3 separate regions of the Mus musculus genome follow, and all the other regions are linked to region 1. The links are chromatin contacts, called in public Hi-C and targeted proximity ligation maps. All regions are on one chromosome and are shown on one strand. The core of a region is the stretch at or near the end of the contact, and the rest is flanking DNA. Distances in the headings are between cores, read along the strand shown. Region 1 holds the start of Cstf2t (cleavage stimulation factor, 3' pre-RNA subunit 2, tau). Region 2 overlaps Prkg1 (protein kinase, cGMP-dependent, type I). Region 3 overlaps Prkg1 (protein kinase, cGMP-dependent, type I).

Region 1 (3,117 bases), core at 418-2,917:
TGTTTGTTTGTTTTGTTTTGTTTTGTTTTTTGAGACAGGGTTTCTCTGTGTAGCCCTGGCTGTCCTGGAACTCACTCTGTAGACCAGGCTGGCCTTGAACTCAGAAACCCGCCTGCCTCTGCCTCCCGAGTGCTGGGATTAAAGGCGTGCGCCACCACCGCCCGGCTTAAACACCATTTCTACAAGGGACTAAGCTGATAGTATTTAACAGACACAAGTGTTAAAGTGTTGAGTGTCTCTCAGTGTGCCATCACCAGCTTGGAACTAGACATAAAGAGCTCCGGGATGTCCTGGAAGTATCCCAAGTGCTAGGATTAAAGATGAGCCGCCATGCCTAATTTATGGTGAATGTTTTATTTAATGTTTTAAAACCTTTAAGTATCTCATAGGCCCCACGTGTTGCTTTGTTTGTTGGTTACTGTGTTTTCTTTGACCATCAGGTAAAGATAAGGCTTGTGGTGCTTGCCTCTAATCCCAGCATACACTGGGAGAAGCAGGAGGATTGCAAATTTGAAGACAGCTTAAACTACATACACAGTGAATTTTTCAGGCCAACCTGGGCTGTAGAAGGGCCCTGTATTAAAATAACAAAATTTGTTTTAGTATACCTGATAACTTAATTTATTGAATTAATTGACAACTGAATGTAAAAATATACCATCTACATTAACATAACACATATCTGGGTGTAGTGGCCCACTCCTTTAAGCCCAGCACTTGGAAGGCAGAGGTAGGTGGATCTCTTGAGTTCAACGCCAGCCTCATCTACAGACTAAGTTCTAGGGCAGCCAGGGCTACACAGACAAACTCTGTCTCAAAAAACAAAAACAAAACCAAGAACAAAACAAAATATAAACCATGATATTTTTTGAATTTTTTTCCAAGTTAAAACAGTGAAAATTATGTTTGGTCATTTAAAATAAAATGGCAGTATTTAAAGTACAAAACTGGCAAGAGAAGTGGGCGGTGGTGGTGCACACCTTTAAGCCCAGCGGAGGATTCTGGGAGCTGGAGGTCAGCCTGCGCTCCAGGATAGGACTACATAGAGACCTTGTCTCTAAATAATAAATAAAATCACAACTACTTATATGTGTACAATAAAAGTTTAGTCGATTAATCCAGACTCTGCAGTCATACTTTTTAGTTAATTCCACTTTAGCATTGATGTCAATTAAAATTTGTAAGGGGAGAGAGAAATGATCACACAACAACCTGCGCACACAGAAGATACCAGGGAAGACCCTGGACTTGGTAACAGTTTGAACAAGCCATAGCTTGGGGGCGGGGCTGCGGCTGACAGAAGCGCTATTTTATCTTTGCGATAATTATGTTTAATGTTGTTAAGCTATTTTAAGGGATAAATAACAATATTTTTACCTCATAATATTGGATATAATTTTAAATATTTCTATTATCCTACACTAAACGAAAGCTGTGAAAACACATTAAGCCTTAAATCAGCTTCCGGCTTGCGGTTTCCCGCCGGTGGAACGCAATGAAAACAGCCCCGAGTGTGTGGAAACACAGACGCTGCCGGTTACCCCATGGAAGCCCGATCGGCCATTTTTAATGAGGTCAGTCGTAGTGCATCCTGTGCCCGCAGGAAGCGGGGGCGGGACGCCGGGAAAACTCGACCAATAGGACCATGGAACGGAATCCTGTTGTCAGTAAGTAGGCGCGGACAACCGAGCTCACGGCCCGGGGCGGAAGGCGTTAGATAAATTAGTCCGGTCTCAGGAAGCAGTGTCTGCGGCCTAACGGAACTACAGATTCCTAACAGAAAGGTTTCTGTCCGGAGCTTGCTATCTGCTTCCGTTACAGAGCGGAAGTGTGGTTCGCCAGAGGACGACCCTTAGACGAATTCAATCTCCGCTGTCCTCTCGGCAGCAATCATGTCGAGTTTGGCGGTCAGAGACCCAGCCATGGATCGATCGCTGCGTTCGGTGTTCGTGGGGAACATTCCGTATGAGGCGACGGAGGAGCAGTTAAAGGACATTTTCTCAGAGGTTGGTTCAGTTGTCAGTTTCCGTCTCGTCTACGATAGAGAGACTGGGAAGCCCAAGGGTTATGGCTTCTGCGAGTACCAAGACCAGGAGACTGCGCTCAGTGCCATGCGAAACCTCAATGGGCGAGAGTTTAGTGGGAGAGCGCTTCGGGTGGACAATGCCGCCAGCGAAAAGAACAAGGAGGAGTTAAAGAGCTTAGGCCCGGCGGCCCCCATCATTGACTCCCCCTATGGGGACCCTATCGACCCAGAAGATGCTCCAGAATCGATTACTAGAGCAGTCGCCAGCTTGCCCCCAGAGCAGATGTTTGAGCTCATGAAGCAGATGAAGTTGTGTGTCCAGAACAGTCACCAGGAAGCTCGAAACATGCTACTTCAGAACCCACAGTTGGCGTATGCTTTGCTGCAGGCACAAGTGGTGATGAGAATCATGGATCCAGAGATTGCACTGAAAATTTTGCATCGTAAGATACATGTCACACCACTGATCCCAGGCAAATCTCAGCCGGTCTCTGGGCCTGGCCCTGGTGGGCCTGGGCCTAGTGGGCCTGGCGGCCCTGGCCCCGGCCCTGCCCCTGGCCTCTGCCCGGGACCTAACGTCATGTTGAACCAACAGAATCCTCCTGCCCCTCAGCCTCAGCATCTGCCAAGAAGACCTGTGAAGGACATTCCACCTCTGATGCAGACCTCTATCCAGGGAGGAATTCCAGCTCCGGGGCCAATACCAGCTGCAGTTCCTGGACCTGGACCTGGTTCCTTAACTCCAGGAGGAGCAATGCAGCCACAAGTTGGCATGCCAGTGGTTGGTCCAGTGCCCCTGGAGCGAGGACAGATGCAGATATCAGATCCTAGACCTCCGATGCCTCGTGGACCCATGCCTTCTGGTGGCATACCTCCTCGAGGACTACTGGGAGATGCTCCAAATGACCCACGTGGAGGGACTTTGCTCTCAGTGACTGGAGAAGTAGAGCCCAGGGGCTATATGGGACCACCCCATCAGGGTCCTCCAATGCATCATGGTCATGACAACCGTGGCCCTGCCTCACATGATATGAGAGGAGGACCATTGGCAGCAGATCCCAGAATGCTAATTGGAGAGCCCAGAGGTCCCA
Region 2 (3,117 bases), core at 235-2,734, 320 kb after region 1:
CAACACTCATCCATATTTGCCTCATGTTTCCTATATTCAGCACTCCTTTATTATCTCTGCTAATGAGTTTGAATATGTGTGCCTTTAATGGCTGCCTCACTAAGTCAGTCTTTCTTGCTGGGAGTGTGAGATGTGTCTGAGGTCAAGTGAGTCTGACTGCCTTGATTCATATCACAAACTTGCTTCCAACTGGGGAAGGCAGAGCTCTCAGGCCATTCCCCCAAGCTTCTGTGCCTGCACCTCTATTAGACATATGAAATGAACACCTTCTGGAAGTAATCAAGTCATGAACTCAGCTCACAGCCAGCATAGAAGTGTCCTCAATGGACTCATGGCTATGATTATAGGACCCTAAGACTCATCTTTCCCCCTTATTTCTATGGTATTTGTGTTCCTTTTTTAATTTTAATTTTAGTTTTAATTTTAATTATCTGGCACCATCCTGCCTTTGTCATTTCACTGGTAATGAAGCTCATTTAGAGCAGGAGATATGAATTATAACTCCAACATTATCTACCTAATTTAGTAGTTCTTTGTGTATCTTATTTCCAAGAGTCCTTAGAATGTATCCGTCTTAAATCCACACATACACACAGAATGTGAAGTCAAAATAAGTAGTTTCCTACTTTCTCCATGTAAAATCCCTTATTTAGGACTTGAGAAAGAATATGTCATAACAAATATTCTGTTTTTACAGTTAGGTTAGAGATGAGTTGGGAGAGGGAGGGAGGGAAGGAGGGAGAAAGAGAGAGAAAGAGAGAGAGAGAGAGAGAGAGAGAGAGAGAGAGAGAGAGAGAGAGTCTCACTTTGATGATAGGTGAGTGTACACTTAAATTCACTCATAATATTTCACTGAATGTAAGAAACTTAATCTGTAGTTTTGTCCACATGAATCTGATTTAGTGGCAAAAGTCATGATCAGCAGACACATATCTTGAGCACTTCATGAAGAGTATTTTATCCTTGAGGCCAGTAAATTTTCATTGATAAGAGGTGATATATAATCAATCTTATATCTAGATTACCTAGATATAAGATTGAATATTGGATAGTGGGTCTGGTTTTGTAAAAACTAACAAACATCCTATCACCACAGGGTCAAGTCAACTGTTGCCAATTAGACTCATTTTCACCCTTCAAATTCTGGATTCTGTCCACTAACAATGAGTAAGGTTTTTTCCCCTCTTTAATAGCTGAGACGCTATGTCTTAAAGGAAGAAAAAAAGAAATGAACAGGGGAGCTCAAAAAGCCCTCCACAGATAAGGACATTCAAGTGTTGTCACAAATGTATCATGCTGAGGTAGCAGTATGCAGTACTGATGCTACATCAGAGTAGGCTGCAGGTTGGGAGGCAGGTTAAGCCATGATACAAAGATCAGGTTCTTAGAGACCTCCTGAGGCTTCCCTGCCAGTTAGGACTAGAGCACAGGGCATAATGGGGGAATTCTCCCCACGGTTTGGTTAATGTTTCTGCTGGTGGCAGTCATTCTTGAAAATGAAAGCAAAAGCAAAGTTCCCAGGCCCTCAGGAGGTTTAGGTTATGATTAGGTTATATTAAGGAGTAGAGGAAATTACTTCTTAAAAAGTTAACTTTTATTGTGGAAACATACACATTTGGTAAGCTGCAGAGTTTACCATTCCACAGAATCACTGTTAGCAGGGGAGATAGCAATGGGACAGTTGAGTCTGAGGGTGATAGACACTGAGTAAACTTAGTGTAAAAAGTTTATGACATTGTTCATTCTGATAAAATGTGTTGATTACACTTCCAATGTTGATTCCAAATGACTTTCTTTTGCTACCTCATTTGACTAGTATGTTTTATCAAGATATTCTAAATTTAGACCATGGATGTTTCTATTTCTTGTGCTACACCTGAGAGAGTGCCAAGGAGAACATATGTAGCCAGGTAGAGAAGTTTTCATCTTGTATCTGGAGATATGAATAACCATGTTCAAGTGAAAACCCAAAAGCAAAGGAAAAAAAAAAAAGAAGACACCTTGAAAGCCAATGAAGAATGAGCACATATTCACCAAAAATAGCATCAGTTTGTTTTCCCTACTGTGGGATGTGCTGTCTAGCTGATCTTATTGTCAAACAAGTCATTCATGAAGGCAGGCTTGCTAAAGGCATGAAACACTTTGAAAAATGGAAGGATTTGAAATATCAGCTCTTTGTTAAGGTAGAACACCACACACAGTCTACTTTTGCCTGACACCTCCTGTCTTCCTTATTAAGGGATACTTAATCTCTTTATTTAATGTGTGTACATGTGTATATGTATGTTCATGTGTATTTCAGTCCGTGTCCATCTGTGTACTTGTATGTGTGGAGGCTGGATGATAATGTCAAGTGTCATTATCAGCAATATCACCTACATTCTTTGAGACAGAGTCTCTGATCATCCTGGAGCTCACCAACTAGGGTCAACTGACCATTCAGTAAGCTTCAGAGAGCCCTGTGTTTCTGCCTGCCAACATCTGAATGACAAACATGTACCACCATGCCCAGTATTTCTCTTGGACTCAGGTCTCTGTGTTTATAAAGTAGGGCTTTACCAACGGACATAGCTCTGTCTCCAGTACACAAGTGCTAATATCAACAAGGCACTCTCTTCTTACCATCTACCCAAGCCTGGCTTCACTCAAATGCACCTCTCATTTAGAAAGACAGTGTTGGCATGGCACTGGTACTCACTAGATCAGGGGTGAGCACACACTTTAAGTTCTCTTGGTAGCAGAGACAGTTTTTCTACTTACAACTTTACTTCCTAGGAAAGCATATGGCTTCCAGGGCCATCAGTAAGCATCAATGCACAGGAAAATAACCGGACTCAGGATGCCTACGCTGAGAGGGTCGAAATAACAACATCCTTGCCAATCTCATCTGGCTGCTGAAGGTACAAAGTTTGAAGGCTCCTTCATATATAGAAAATACACTTTTGTACTAAACAAGAAATTTTGCCATTCAAGTCTCAACTGTTTCATTATTCCTTAGAAGAAGAAACCGTTGAGTTACAAAAATCCTCATTTAACTTAAGAGGACAGCTCAGGAATAGGGAGAAAGCTGGATATGGTCAAGAAGAACTATGCTTCCAATGTCTGTGATCTATCTAT
Region 3 (3,117 bases), core at 321-2,820, 300 kb after region 1:
AGCAGAATATGTGTCTTTGGCCTGGAGGCCAAGTCTAAAACAAACAGAGCATCTCTCCTAATGAGACATCCTGCAGCCTGGTGAGTAATGCAGGTGGCTGTTCAGTGCTTTGCAACACCATGATGCCAGGGCAGCCTCAAATAACAGACTTTCATGAGTGAGCATTGCTATCGAGCATTGCTTACAGAAGTTTCCCCACCTGTGGTGGTCAAGGTCTCCACCACAGTGCTGATGGAAGCAAATCCATGTTTTCTAGAAGCCAGGATAGAAATATAAATGAATGAAGCAGGTAGGGTGTAAATAGCAGGAAGTGAGGCAGACGTGGCACTTGGAGAGTGTGATTCTCTTTAGTAAACCTGGAATTGAGAGCAAGTGCCACGTGGCTCCAGCTAATGGTTGCCACAAACAAAACAACCATGTTTCCTTGTGGCTTTCAATATTTATAATCAGAAGCCATAAATGAAAATTGTAGGTAAGACTTCAAAGATTTTATGTCAAAACTATTAAAATATAAAATTGCGTATTCCCAGTTTAATTGACAAAGTGCTTCGTGTCACAAGCATGAGGACATGAGTCCAATCTCTAGATTCTACATTAAAAAGCTGGGCTGTGCTGCAGAGGCAAAGGCAGGAGGATCTTGGGGGTTCACTGGCCAGTCAATATAGTTAGATAAGTAAGCTTCAGGTTCATTGGGAGACCCTGTCTTTTAAAATACTGGAGGGAGACACCTGACATTGACCTTTGGCAGTGTATACATGTGCTCATATATCTGTCCCCCTCCCAGGATAGCCTATGAAATAAACACACAAAATAATGGGAAAGATTTGGTCCTTAGGAATAGCATTTACCAAGCAAGAATAGAAGAATATCTACACAGAAACATAGGAATAGTACAGTTATTGGTGGACATGGAAGACTTGTGCTTTGAGAGAGGAGTCAAGGCCTTCTACTACTTTTATTGTACTAAATATGATAGTAAGAGCCCTACTTATTGGTAAATGCAGAATAGCAGCGTTATGGAAATATAGAATTACAATTCTCATTTTTGGTATATGACTTGATTCTAAGTAGAGAAAACCCCCAAAGAATCTGTAGAAAGACCACCAGGACAGAGTTACTTAGCAAAGCTTCTAGATACTAGAGTCAGAACTTGGTTTATTTATGTATTAATAACACGCCATAGCATAGAATTTTCAAATACTGTTTGTGAAATCTCAATATGCCTCAAAATAGAATTAAACCTGAGGATGACAGGCAAAAGTGCTTTTCAACAACCTATCAACTTTACCACACTCGAAATAACCAGTTTCTCTCACCCCAGACCATTGCTAATAACTCACAATTCTATTAGGTCTATGACAAGTGGCCACAACAAACATGACATGAAATAATAAGACATGTGCTCAGCTATTCGTTTATTTTCAGTATTTTTAACACTTCAAAAGTATCAAAAACTGGACGGGAAGCAGGTTTTGCCTTTTCTTTCATCCATTTCTTTCTCTGGCAGTGTGTATGGGTTGCCTAGGAAACAGTTACAGCAGGGGACAGAGCTGCTGTGCTGTCTCCCAGAGTTGGGCATAGCTCTCAGTAGTAACATGTCAGCTCTCAGCTCTGGCGGAAGGGCTCTTATGCAGCTCCACTTGGTACCAGAATCATTTACTTCTAGGAACCATTGGCTGCATGCCTTGCTAATAGCTTTTGGCAGGAGGCAAGAAAAGAGTGATAGTGGCAACGAAGAACTAAGAAATAGAAAAAGGTTAGCAAAACTGGCCCTAAGATAAACGGTCAAGAGATCACAGCATAACAACAAGATGTTTACTTAAAACGATCTTAGCTACCAAGGAAGAGAGTACCCAAGGCATTGCTGGCCGGTGGCAATGCCCCTGATACTCACTACAGAGTCTTAGAAAGCCACAGGGAGAAAGAAGAATCATAGCCATCATGTGACAAGAACCATGACGCTGTATATGTTTTCATCGTTTTAAACTTGTTTTGTATTCAGAGATAATATAGAGTATAAAGAAACCAAATTACTTCCTTAAGATTACTTGATTATTCAGCATGAAGATGGGGTTAAATCCAGAACAAAATCCACTGTTCATGACTCATAAAATCAGTTTATGACTCATAAAAGACATAGTTTGAGATACAGGTAGACTAGATGGAGGTAAAGACTACAGCACTCACAAAGAAGGTGAAAATCCTGCAGTCCTGAATTAACAGGTAGGGCTGCAGTCATGGTGTAGGATATAAGAAGTTAAAAGAAAATAGAGGGCAGACCAGCAATGACCCCTAAGGACAAACCAATGAGCTGGTTTTTAGTCTACAAATTTTCATCCCATACGGCAGCCAGAAATATACCAATGTGGGTCATCTGAACTGGTGAACACTTTGGGCACACTATGAGTAGATGTCTAACACTTAATACAGAAACATTCCTGAAAAACAATCACTAATAATTTCATATTAAAACACATTGACATAATATTTTGGATATACTGGATTGTGCCTATCTTTAAAACTAGCTTTACCCAAATAGTTATTTTTAATGATGCTTCTGGAGAGCCAAATTTATATTTATGGTTCATATTTTATTTAAATTGATCACATGAGATGTCATATAAAAGTGCCATGTAAAACGTGAGAAGAAACAGAATACCTGAACTCAACCTCTCTCTGTCTCTGTCTCTTTCTCTTGCTACTCGATATTATTACTGCTTTATTGTATCTAATACTTTAGAAATAGGCACATGGGTCTCTTATTCTGGAAAGAAAGAAAAACAGAGAATAGTTTCACTGAAAACTCTCCCCAAAAATAGTTTAACCAAACTCCAATACAGAAATAAAGATGGATTTATTCACCTGATAGTATTTATATCTTACAAAAAGGGTGGAGGTACCAGAAAGAAGCAAACTAATAATAATGGCTTTGTAAGAAAAACGGTCTTCTAGAGGCTTATCCTTCCAGAAAGAGCAGTCAAGCAGGGAGCTGCCATGCACAATCACAGCAAAGAACAACTGCGGGAGTAGTCATCCTGTGACTCACTCTTGCTTGCCACATTATGCTCAACCAACCACTCTGACCTTGGTATTTCATATGGCACTAAGAAATTACTC

What was found. Hi-C and Micro-C count contacts between places; a contact is called where the count stands out from the background.
Region 2: a contact with region 1 is called in a targeted proximity ligation map of memory CD8 T cells, with 6 read pairs. A contact is called at or near these places in 3 of 39 promoter capture datasets (the 3T3-L1 cell line and hippocampal neurons) and 3 of 130 datasets of targeted methods (bone marrow-derived macrophages, large pre-B cells and memory CD8 T cells).
Region 3: a contact with region 1 is called in a Hi-C map of cortical neurons, with 4 times the contacts expected there. A contact is called at or near these places in 3 of 39 promoter capture datasets (the 3T3-L1 cell line and hippocampal neurons) and 1 of 484 Hi-C or Micro-C datasets (cortical neurons).

The regions. Positions count from the first base shown.
Region 1 is chr19:31,081,174-31,084,290 of GRCm38.p6, forward strand. It overlaps Cstf2t (cleavage stimulation factor, 3' pre-RNA subunit 2, tau), which reads left to right and starts at 1,668. Exons shown (of 1, transcript NM_031249.2): 1 at 1,668-3,117. The coding sequence starts at 1,893. The region is part of intron 3 of Prkg1 (protein kinase, cGMP-dependent, type I); the gene reads right to left.
Region 2 is chr19:31,403,692-31,406,808 of GRCm38.p6, forward strand. All of the region lies in intron 2 of Prkg1 (protein kinase, cGMP-dependent, type I), which reads right to left. Among named protein-coding and RNA genes, the nearest start is that of 8430431K14Rik, 190 kb to the left of the region's middle.
Region 3 is chr19:31,382,496-31,385,612 of GRCm38.p6, forward strand. The region is part of intron 2 of Prkg1 (protein kinase, cGMP-dependent, type I); the gene reads right to left. Among named protein-coding and RNA genes, the nearest start is that of 8430431K14Rik, 170 kb to the left of the region's middle.